Regions from separate parts of the Mus musculus genome. Here region 1 is linked to region 2. A link is a contact called in public Hi-C data. All regions are on one chromosome and are shown on one strand. The core of a region is the stretch at or near the end of the contact, and the rest is flanking DNA. Distances in the headings are between cores, read along the strand shown.

The links. A called contact is a pair of places that touch in the nucleus more often than the background predicts.
Region 1: a Hi-C map of bone marrow-derived macrophages shows a contact between it and region 2, with 3 times the contacts expected there. The contact joins two enhancer-like sites. A contact is called at or near these places in 7 of 484 Hi-C or Micro-C datasets (the 3T3-L1 cell line, Th1 cells, Th2 cells and 4 more).

What each region holds. Positions count from the first base shown.
Region 1 is chr16:52,179,986-52,184,976 of GRCm38.p6, forward strand. It overlaps Cblb (Casitas B-lineage lymphoma b), which reads left to right. Exons shown (of 18, transcript NM_001033238.1): 14 at 3,227-3,373. Among named protein-coding and RNA genes, the nearest start is that of Gm23513, 77 kb to the left of the region's middle. Within about 2 kb of position 2,221, at least 65 of the 459 cell types and tissues checked have an H3K27ac peak or open chromatin away from gene starts, as enhancers often do. A contact at or near this core is called in bone marrow-derived macrophages, where this site is marked.
Region 2 is chr16:51,919,146-51,923,971 of GRCm38.p6, forward strand. No RefSeq gene overlaps it. Among named protein-coding and RNA genes, the nearest start is that of Gm29686, 66 kb to the right of the region's middle. Within about 2 kb of position 2,131, at least 9 of the 459 cell types and tissues checked have an H3K27ac peak or open chromatin away from gene starts, as enhancers often do. A contact at or near this core is called in bone marrow-derived macrophages, where this site is marked.

The DNA.
Region 1 (4,991 bases), core at 971-3,470, 260 kb after region 2:
AGGAAGGCTCAGATGAGTTTCAAGTTAAGGGGATAATGGTTTTGCAACCTGGAAAAATGTACCTCCTGTGCTATGACTCAGGAACAGCAGCAGAATGGAAGAGGTAGCAGGAATGTGGAGTCATATAACAGTGTAAATGTGTGTAAATGGATGCAAATGGCTTGGTATCTTTCCTTTGGAGCCAGCCAGATAGCTGTCCTACTTTGTTCCTCCGGGACCCTGGAGGAACACAATGAAAATAATATCTTTCCCTTAAGATATACCAGTGACTGACTGAGTCTCCATGTCCCTAAGTCCACCATCTAGATAACATACACACAGACAGTGACTCTGTGTCTAGTTATGCTGACACCTGTTGACTCATAGGCTATACAAAAGTTTGGATACAATGCATAGACTTTGGGTCAGCTTGATCTCTCTGACTTTTTTATTTACAAGTTCTTTATGATAAAATTTTAATAAATATTAAAACATTAACCTAAGAGAAAATAGTGAACTTTCTTACAAGACTTTATTAAAATGATAAGTAGAAAATACCAGGATGGGCTGGTGAGATGGCTCAGTGGGTAAGAGCACCCGACTGCTCTTCCAAAGGTCCAGAGTTCAAATCCCAGCAACCACATGGTGGCTCACAACCATCCGTAACGAGATCTGACTCCCTCTTCTGGAGTGTCTGAAGATGGCTGCAGTGTACTTAAATATAATCAATAAATAAATCTTTAAAAAAAATACCAGGATGTATTTTTTATATTTCAATACAAATGGCACATAGCTTTCTTAACTTCTAGTTATAACTCACCAAGATCCATTCAACCTAATAAAATGTCTAACTAGTAGCTTCTAAAACTGAACCCTTAGTTTTTGATAAAATGATAGATAATTATTGCCTTTCATATTTACATCAGATGCTCTCTGACTAACAAAAGAGTGAGTGGTATTTAGCCAGGCAAGATCTTCTGTCAATGAAGGGTAGCATCCAGAGCTAACCACAACAGGTGTGGTTTGTTTGTTTTTTTTTTTAATTGTTTATTTCTTGCACTGACAAGATGGTTTCTTGCTACAAGGTCTGATCACCTGAGTTGAATCCCTGGGAACGGCAAGATAGGAGAGAGTAAGAACTGATTGCCACAAGTTGTCCTTGACCTCCATCCATACCTTGGCATGAGCACACACATCCCAATACATACTATATGTTATGCAAATTAAAAACAAGTATTCTTCCTTCAGAGTGAAGTGCTTCTTGGAAATCATTAAATTATTGAAGTAACCTGTAAGACAGATTTGAACTTCCACCTCTTGATGTAGTTATTGAATATTAAGTCAAAGGTCCCTTTTGTCTCTGAAGTATTTACTTAAGTGGTATGTATAGAGATGGTGTTCACTGAGACTGGAAGCAGAGCAGGATGAGGATGGGAACATGCAGGGCCCACTTCCTCTGCCTATAGAGACGTCCTGGTCTTTGCAGAGGTTGGTGAGATTGATGTCTGTCTCCAAGAATTTAGTGTTTGCAAGAAAATACAGTTATTTCTATCCTAACCATATTAAAACACCATCAAGTCATCATTTTGAAACATCTTTACTTTTGTCACCTTTAGTTGCAAGGTGTGTCTTCTAGGATTCAACTAGAGTGACTATAACACTATTGTTTGTTTATGAATTTCATAGCCTGTGTTCTGGGCTGTGTAGAGACCCCTCTGCTACTACAACAAAGCTTCAGGTTACCATTAACTGACATTTGGATCCTGAAGTATCTCTTAACAAACAGAGCTTTAAAAATCAATACTGAAAACTTCTTCAAAGACAAACTAAAAGTATAAGCTTTTGAAAACTCCCAAGGGAAGGTTTTCCGTGATCTCTGAATACAGTTGAAACTTTAAATATGAGCACACACATACATGCACACACACACACACACACACACACACACACACACACACACACACACACATACAAAACACCTCTGACATTTTTTTCTATTATAACGGGTGTTCAGCCACACTGACCCAAAAGTGAAATCATTATAGAAAGTTCTCCAAAATCCAAAGCTTTTTTGAGGATTACATGAGGGATACGACTGGTAAAGTCTGCAACTGTTCCAAAATTTGAGGGGAAAAAATAATCTGAAAAAATGTTTTAGTCCCAAGAAGTTCAGACAGGGACACTCAGCTCTCGGAGAGAAGAATACAAAATGAAAATGAAACTTTGTGGTGAGAAGAAATGAAAATGGAAAAAGAAAAAAGACAAAAAGCCACATAGGCATCGACTGCCTCACGTACCAGAGGGCTCCTGCTCCCTCTGCCGAATGTGCTGGAACATTACACTGTTTTGTGTTTTTTTTTTTTTTTTGGGGGGGGGGGAACATTTTCCGTGAAGTTTATAATAATTAAAGTGGCTTGGATCCGAGTTTTTCTAGTGTCTTGCAAACTAGCTGTCTTTCTACCTGTTGGCCAAGTTGCATTTTAACATTTTTTTTTTTGGACTGTTGTCTTGGGCAGTAGCAAAGGTTAAATTAAAACCCACACAGGAAGTAGAGTACTTTTCAATTTTATTTTATATATTTTCCCAAATGATCAAGTAAAATGCTCAAATCCACCACGGTATCCCGCTAAGTGTTTTATTCGTTGCAGTTAGGTATTACACTTAGGTATCATGAGTTACAAAAACAATCCATCTCAAAGATTTATTTCTGTCATGATCGGCTTCTAATTGTGGACACGTTTCGTTCTTAATTGTTGCAGTGGGAGGAACTCTAGCACTACAGTTATAAGTTGACAAGATAGTTAAATTTCTCTCATGTATGGCTTTTTTAAAACTATGGGTATTAGCCATAGACCAGTTTGAACCTTTAAAGAACCTCTTGTTTCCAGTTGATTTCAGTGTATCCTTATCACTTTTGCTGATTTCCAGTACATGGGAGGGAGCAATTAACATTTTAATAGCTTGGACTTGAATAATTGTACACATCTTATGTTAAAGCTTTATTTATAAAACCCTTTCATTTTCGTAATTTTCATTTTTTTCTTAGTTCACCCTTAAAAACCACAGGTATGAATATCTTATCTTAACATTTCAAGGCCTTCCATTTCTATTGGATGTAAGAACAGTTTACAGTTGAAAACTTCCAGTGACAAAGCAGTTTCTTCATTGTTCTATGTCACATCAGACCTTCCTGCTCTGGTATTTATGATGCTTAAACCAGATTGGATTTTCTTTTCCCTCTTGGTAGGTGTACTGGTCCATTAGCAAATTGTCTCTCAGAGAAAACTAGAGACACGGTAGAAGATGATGACGATGAATACAAGATTCCTTCATCCCATCCTGTGTCCCTGAATTCACAACCATCTCATTGCCATAATGTCAAAGCTCCTGTTCGGTAAGAAGATGAGCATCTCTGTATCATCCTGCATCGGCATAAGCATCGTCATGCTGTCAAACGTGGGGGTTGTTTCTATGCGGTTCAATAGTATGTGATTGGTTAAAAATCCTGTTCCTTGCCTAGCCTGTAGTTCCTATATATTTCCTTCATTGCTTCCACATAAAAGATTTTGTTGCCTTCTTCCCCACCCCCACAAAAGGCCAAATTACAATCTAATAAAAAGGAGCTATACGTTACATATAATGATGATTAATTCATGCATTTCCCCTAAGATATTTTAATGAATTTCAAAAGGTCCAAGCATATATATCATGAAGAAATATTAGTGCTTAGAAACTAATATTAAGGTACTAGGTCAACCTGCTTAAGAATTTTTCTTCATAATGTGAAGGCTAGAATAATTTATATTCATTTTCCTTCTTGATATGTAATATACTTCTACTGAAATCATAATACAATGGGGGGGAAGCCTTAACGTTACTTCTGTTAACTTCTTTTTTGAGCAAATACCTTCTCTTGCATGAGCTAAGAATACAAAGATCACTGGGTTTTGTTGTTTTATTTTGCTGTGTTTTCTTTTTCTTTTTCCCCTCATTATAATAGGAGCATTATTGGTCTTCAAAGTGCCAGTCACATTGACTTTTATAAGAATTATTGATAATGGCTTACATGTTTTGAAATATGTTTGTCTCTAAGCAAAATCATGGCTTTGCATGCATGAAACTTAATACAGTTACAGTAACATTTATATAATTTGCATCTTACTGACATGTCAATCTATTAGCTTTATTTTCTGAACTTATTTTCTGGCCTGCATTCTTCTTGCATAGTATTCCTGGAGCTGTGCTTGGCTCCAAGTTGCTCAGCTCTGTTCAGACACTGTTAGTGGCTGAGCTGCCTGGGGCCTCCTGATGACTGACAGATAGGAGACTGCAAGGCCATCAGTCATCCACGCCATCTTTACTCAGTGTGCTGCTTCCACTTGAGGCCAGCTCAGTCGACTTAAAGTATTTTATGAGTAGAGTTTCCATCTTTGGAGTTGAAAACGCTTCCCAGGTGTCTCACAGAGGTAGAGAAAGAAATTCTTGGAAACCAAGAGTTGTGCCTCCAAAGGGATGCTGGTGGGCGGAGTTACTACCCAGGCTAAGTGATGCACTGCAGCCCACGCTTTCCCTGATTACAGCAAGAACCAGCTATCTCTTGTTAATCGTGCTGATGAGTGCTCCTGCAAAGACGATAACGGAGAGTGTTACCCTGGGAGAGCCACGTGCCCGCTGAGCTAGCTGAGGGAAAGTCACGCTTGCTCATCAAGTATAAACTGTGAACAAATCCCAGTTTCTTTGGCTCTTACTAATTTAGTATAGTAATTTTTAAATGCTAAAATTGAACGAGATTTTTTTGGGTTCTTTGGGATTCTCATTCTTCTCATGGCTGGAAGACTGAAGGATATGATTTTAATTCATCAAATTTTAATTGTCATGTCACAGTAGATGATATTTAAGTGGCTAACCTCTTGGATACTGAAAGTCAATTTGAATTATAACCATCATAACCAAGTCCCCACAGTTATAGAGAAATAATAAATGTTGCTAATTCCTAAGCTTAATTGTAATGA
Region 2 (4,826 bases), core at 881-3,380:
GTCTAATGCATGAAATGAAAACACTAGAAAAGTAGAAACATATATAACCTATGAGTCTTTTTGGAAAAAAAATTTTTTTTTCTTCTCAGGTCACAGTGCCTCCAGCAAGTCTCTGGCTTTTAGTGATGGAATCAAAGCATGAGTCACTCTCCCTCTGAAGGTGAATGCAGTGTTAAACTCAAGATTTCATCTGTGATTTTATAAGTAATATATATTCACACACACCATCAGGACTGGCAGTCATGCACAGATGGTTAGAGGTGGTTTTACTAGAATTGAAGAAAGGATTCATAGCTATGAGCTAGAAAAGATGAGTTTTACATCTGATGCACATATAATGGGCTTATCTTAGATTCATACTATAACTTTATTTTAAATACCATGGACCAGGTATATAAAAGAAGACCTGGACATGGTTGGCCTTTATTTTTCTTTTTTCAAACCTCTCCCCGTGTTTACAGATTTTTTTTTTCCTTTAAAGATCTCCTTTAGGTCAGCGCTATTTTGGATTTGTGAATTTCTTAGGAGGTCAGACTCCTGATATTACAACTAATTCAGACAAAGAGGGAACTATAAATTTATCTTCCTTGAAATATAATCCTGCTCTGAAAGAAGGAAACCACTAGACATCCAAAAAGGTAGTTCTTTAATGTCCTCTGCAGGAAGAAATAAAATGATACTGAACTTGGTAAGGTTTGGAGACAGCACAGCAAGAGATCTGTGAAGAAAAAAAATTAAAACAAATAAAACAATAAAGCCTTGTTACATTTTCCATATAAAACCTAGGCCTGAAGGTGCAGGCCTGTAAAACCCAAACTGCTTAAGACACAGTAAGATTGAAAGGTCAAGGTCAGCCTGGGCAAACTAGCAAGATTCTATCTTGAGATTTTATTTTCTTTTAAAGTTCAAAAAATCTGAAGTGGTTAAATATTTGCCTAGCATGGGTGGAGCCAGGCATTCAATCACCTGCACTGAAATTCTAATTAAATTTCCACATATAGCTATCTGCTATAGAACAGAAGAGATTATTAACTGGGTTATACACATATTAATTATGTTTCTGAAAGATCAAGAAGCACTGGAAAGAACCATGAAATGCAGAAAACACCTTCCAAAAGAGAAAGCTGGCAGTCATCATTTAAGAAATGAGAAAAAAATTAGATAACTTATATTATAATGTTGAATAAGCTTTTAGAAAATATGTCACATGACATCAATGTGTTTTTAATACATCAGAAATAAGAATGTGCATAGACTGTAAATCTACTGTTTACAAATTAATGAAAACAATAGAAAAAATTTTAATTTCCCTGTATTTGGAGGTGCCAGGAGAGTATAATAAAGAAGTAATTTCAGTATTTTATAATACAAAACTGACAGCAACATGGCCGTAACATTTCAGCAAAAGTAAATTGTCTCCAGATGCACAAATACTCTCTATGATTATAATGGAATTGAATTAGAAAGTAGCAAAATTGCCTCCACTTACGTAAACACTACAATAATCTAGACACAATGTCACTAACTTAAAAGTACACAGAGTTGGGCACTGGAATCAAGAACATGCACATATGTATGGACCACTAACCTGCGGCAGACAGTCCCAAAGGCAAGCTGATGGGAAATTATTTTCTTCCAATGATACTAGAAGCTGATATCCACATACCAAAACATCACCATCAGTTTAATCCTCATTTCTAATAACTGATACCCAAAAATTAACTCTAGTTTTTCAAAGATCTAAATGTGAGGCCTAAGGTTACAAACGGTCTAAACCAAAATACAAAAGAAAATCTTTCTGATTTCAGGCAGTTTATTAAGCATATTACCAGAAGCTGCTCAACCCATAAAATGAAAAGAAAAAAGTGTGACTTCATCAACATGTGGAACACTTAGATTTTATTTTTGAAATCTGAATTAGAAGAGAAAACCGCAAACCAAGGACTGGTAGAATCTATTGGTAAACCACATATCTCATAAAACAATTGCATCCAGAACTCAGCAATAAAAACTGAGCTTCCTTAAAAGGAATAGGGAAAGAGCCCTTTCAGCAAAATGCAGAAGGGATGACAGATAAGCACATGAAAAGTTGCTCAACACCATCAGTCATTAGGGAAATAAAATCAAAACCAGAAGGAGATAACAACACATTGGAATGGTGCACGTCGTAGAAAGGAAGTAGGCAAAATGGGATGCTATATGCGGCCAGTGGGGATCTAAAGTAGGACAAACACTTGCAACTTAGTTTTAAACTTAAAAAAATAGTAGAGCTTAGCCCCTGTCTTAGTCATTGTTCTATTGCTGACCAAGGCAACTCCTTTTTTTTTTAATTTTTAAAAATTTTTTATTAGGTATTTTCCTCGTTTACATTTCCAATGCTATCCCAAAAGTCCCCCATACCCACCCCCCCACTCCCCTACCCACCCCCTCCTCCTTTTTGGCCCTGGCATTCCCCTGTACTGGAGCATATAAAGTTTGCAAGTCCAATGGGCCTCTCCTCTTAAAGGAAAGCATTTAACAGGGACTAGCTTACAATTTAAGAGGCTTGGTTCATTTTCATCATGGCAAGGAACATGGTATCACACATGGCATTGGGAAAGTTATTAAGAGCTATATCCTGATCTGCAGGCTGAAAGAGGGAAGGAGGGAGGGAGGGAGGGAGGGAGGGAGGGAGGGAGGGAGGGAGGGAGGGAGGGAGGGAGGGAGGGACAGACAGAAACACACACAGACAGACAGCGCCAGTCACGAGTTTTTGTAGCCTTAAAGCCTGCCCCTACCAAAGAGTTCTACTCCCAGCTAGTAAGCATTCAAATATGAGCCTGTGGAAGCCATAGTTTTTCAAACCACCACAGCAAGTTTAGACATCACTACTCTTGCCTTTAAAAGGAAAATTTAGCCAATCTGATTTTCTTGGATCAATCCACAAGTCGCATGTTTTCCTATCATCTTGGAATCTAAATGTCAGTTGATGACTAGTGTCAAAATGGGGGCCTGTTTAATGCAAAGAGCATTAAAGCCACCCAAAGAGCAGAAATGATGGATAAGTTGTATGTGGTAGATATATAGATACAAATGATTTAGTCTCTATACTTCTGGTTATTTCCCCAAAGACATAAAACTGCATGTTCTATAAAACAATGGTCAGAAATGCCGCCAAAGTAGAAAGAAGTATTCATTATCAGGTAGTAAGTGAATAGGTAACAAAGAGGTATTTATATAAAGAGAGGAATCTATATTTTGTGATGCTTATATTGATTGTAAACTTGACAGAATCTAGAATCATTAATTGTATGTACTTCTGAAATGTTACCTTTTTTAGATTAATTAAGATGGGAATACCCACTGTGGGTGATACCATTCCATAGGCTGCGGTCCAAAGCTGATTAAAAGGAAGAAATTATGCTGAGCCCATTCAGCAGGTTCTCTTTCCTGAGTTAGGATGCAACATGACCAGCTGCTTTTAAAGTTCCTGCTGCCTTTACTTCCCTACTCTAATGGACTGTAGCTTGTAACTGTGAGATAAAATAAACACTTTCTTCTTAAGTTACTTTTTTCAGAGCATTTGATCATAACAGGATGCACGCACACACACACCCTCATGAGAGTGTGGTGGTGGTGGTGTGTGTGTGTGTGTAGCTTTACCATATACCAACAGTATAGACAATGGCCAAATGACAGTGTGTTTGAATCTTAAAGCAGTTTAGTGATTGAATGTAGCCCCACAGAAAAGGGATGCCACCTGATTTCATTTACATTTAATGTTAATAAACATTGGAGCAATCCGAGGTTGCCTGAGGACGAAATATATTGCTGTGGGAGGGAGGGACTATAAAGGGACTTCAGGAAGCCTTTGAGGATGATGGATATCCTCATTGTCACAGCTGTTCTAGATTCATTCACACACATATGTCAAATTACATGCTTTGAATAGACACCGCTTATTTTTATTTATTAAGCTTCCATGAGACTTTGAAAATTATTAGAATATGCATTAGATAGTGATTTACCTATGATGAATTTAATGTTGAAATTTAAGTATATAATAATGGATAATGCCACATCATGGTAAAGAAATGTTTTAAATAGATTGTGCTCACTCAGATCTCCTTGGAAAATTTTATCCCTTTAAAGAGTACATCTCTGTTTTTTAATACTCATTAATTAATTTATTTGTTATATTTTGTATAAAATCATATTGTGATTTATGTCTGAAGTGGACTTGATGTTTAAACAATATATAAATGATATGTTAACTATATTTTACAAAAGTATGATTACAATTTTTAAATTAAGATAAGTATTATAATACCTTAACTATATATCAGAAATTACCTTTAACTAGTTCCATAAATATGCTCCAATGAACAGAAATTCATGTATCAAGAGTATCTAGTTGTAAAATACCTTAAAATAAAGGTGTAGTTATACATGTGAGTGTATGAATATATAGTATGTCATTATAAAGTTTGGATTTGTTAAAAATGTTTTTCATGTAGATTTAAGCATTGGCTTTAAGAGAGAAATTTTAAGGGTTGTTGAAAACACCCAAAAATACATGCAAACTTCTCAAGAAAATGAGTCATTCTGCTTCAATTATATTTTTACTCTAATAGAACTACTCAAGACTTAATTTCAAGCCTTCATGCAAAAGCTAGGAAAACTTAAGAACTTTGTGATAGAAAGACAAATCAAATATGAAAGCCATTTAAACTTTCTCCTAATGCAACAATGGCTCAGTCTTAGGTGGAAAATTGAATGAATTTGCTGAGGAGAAATATTTTGCACTAACCAGTTAGCTCATTGTTCTTACATTTGAAACCAGTCTC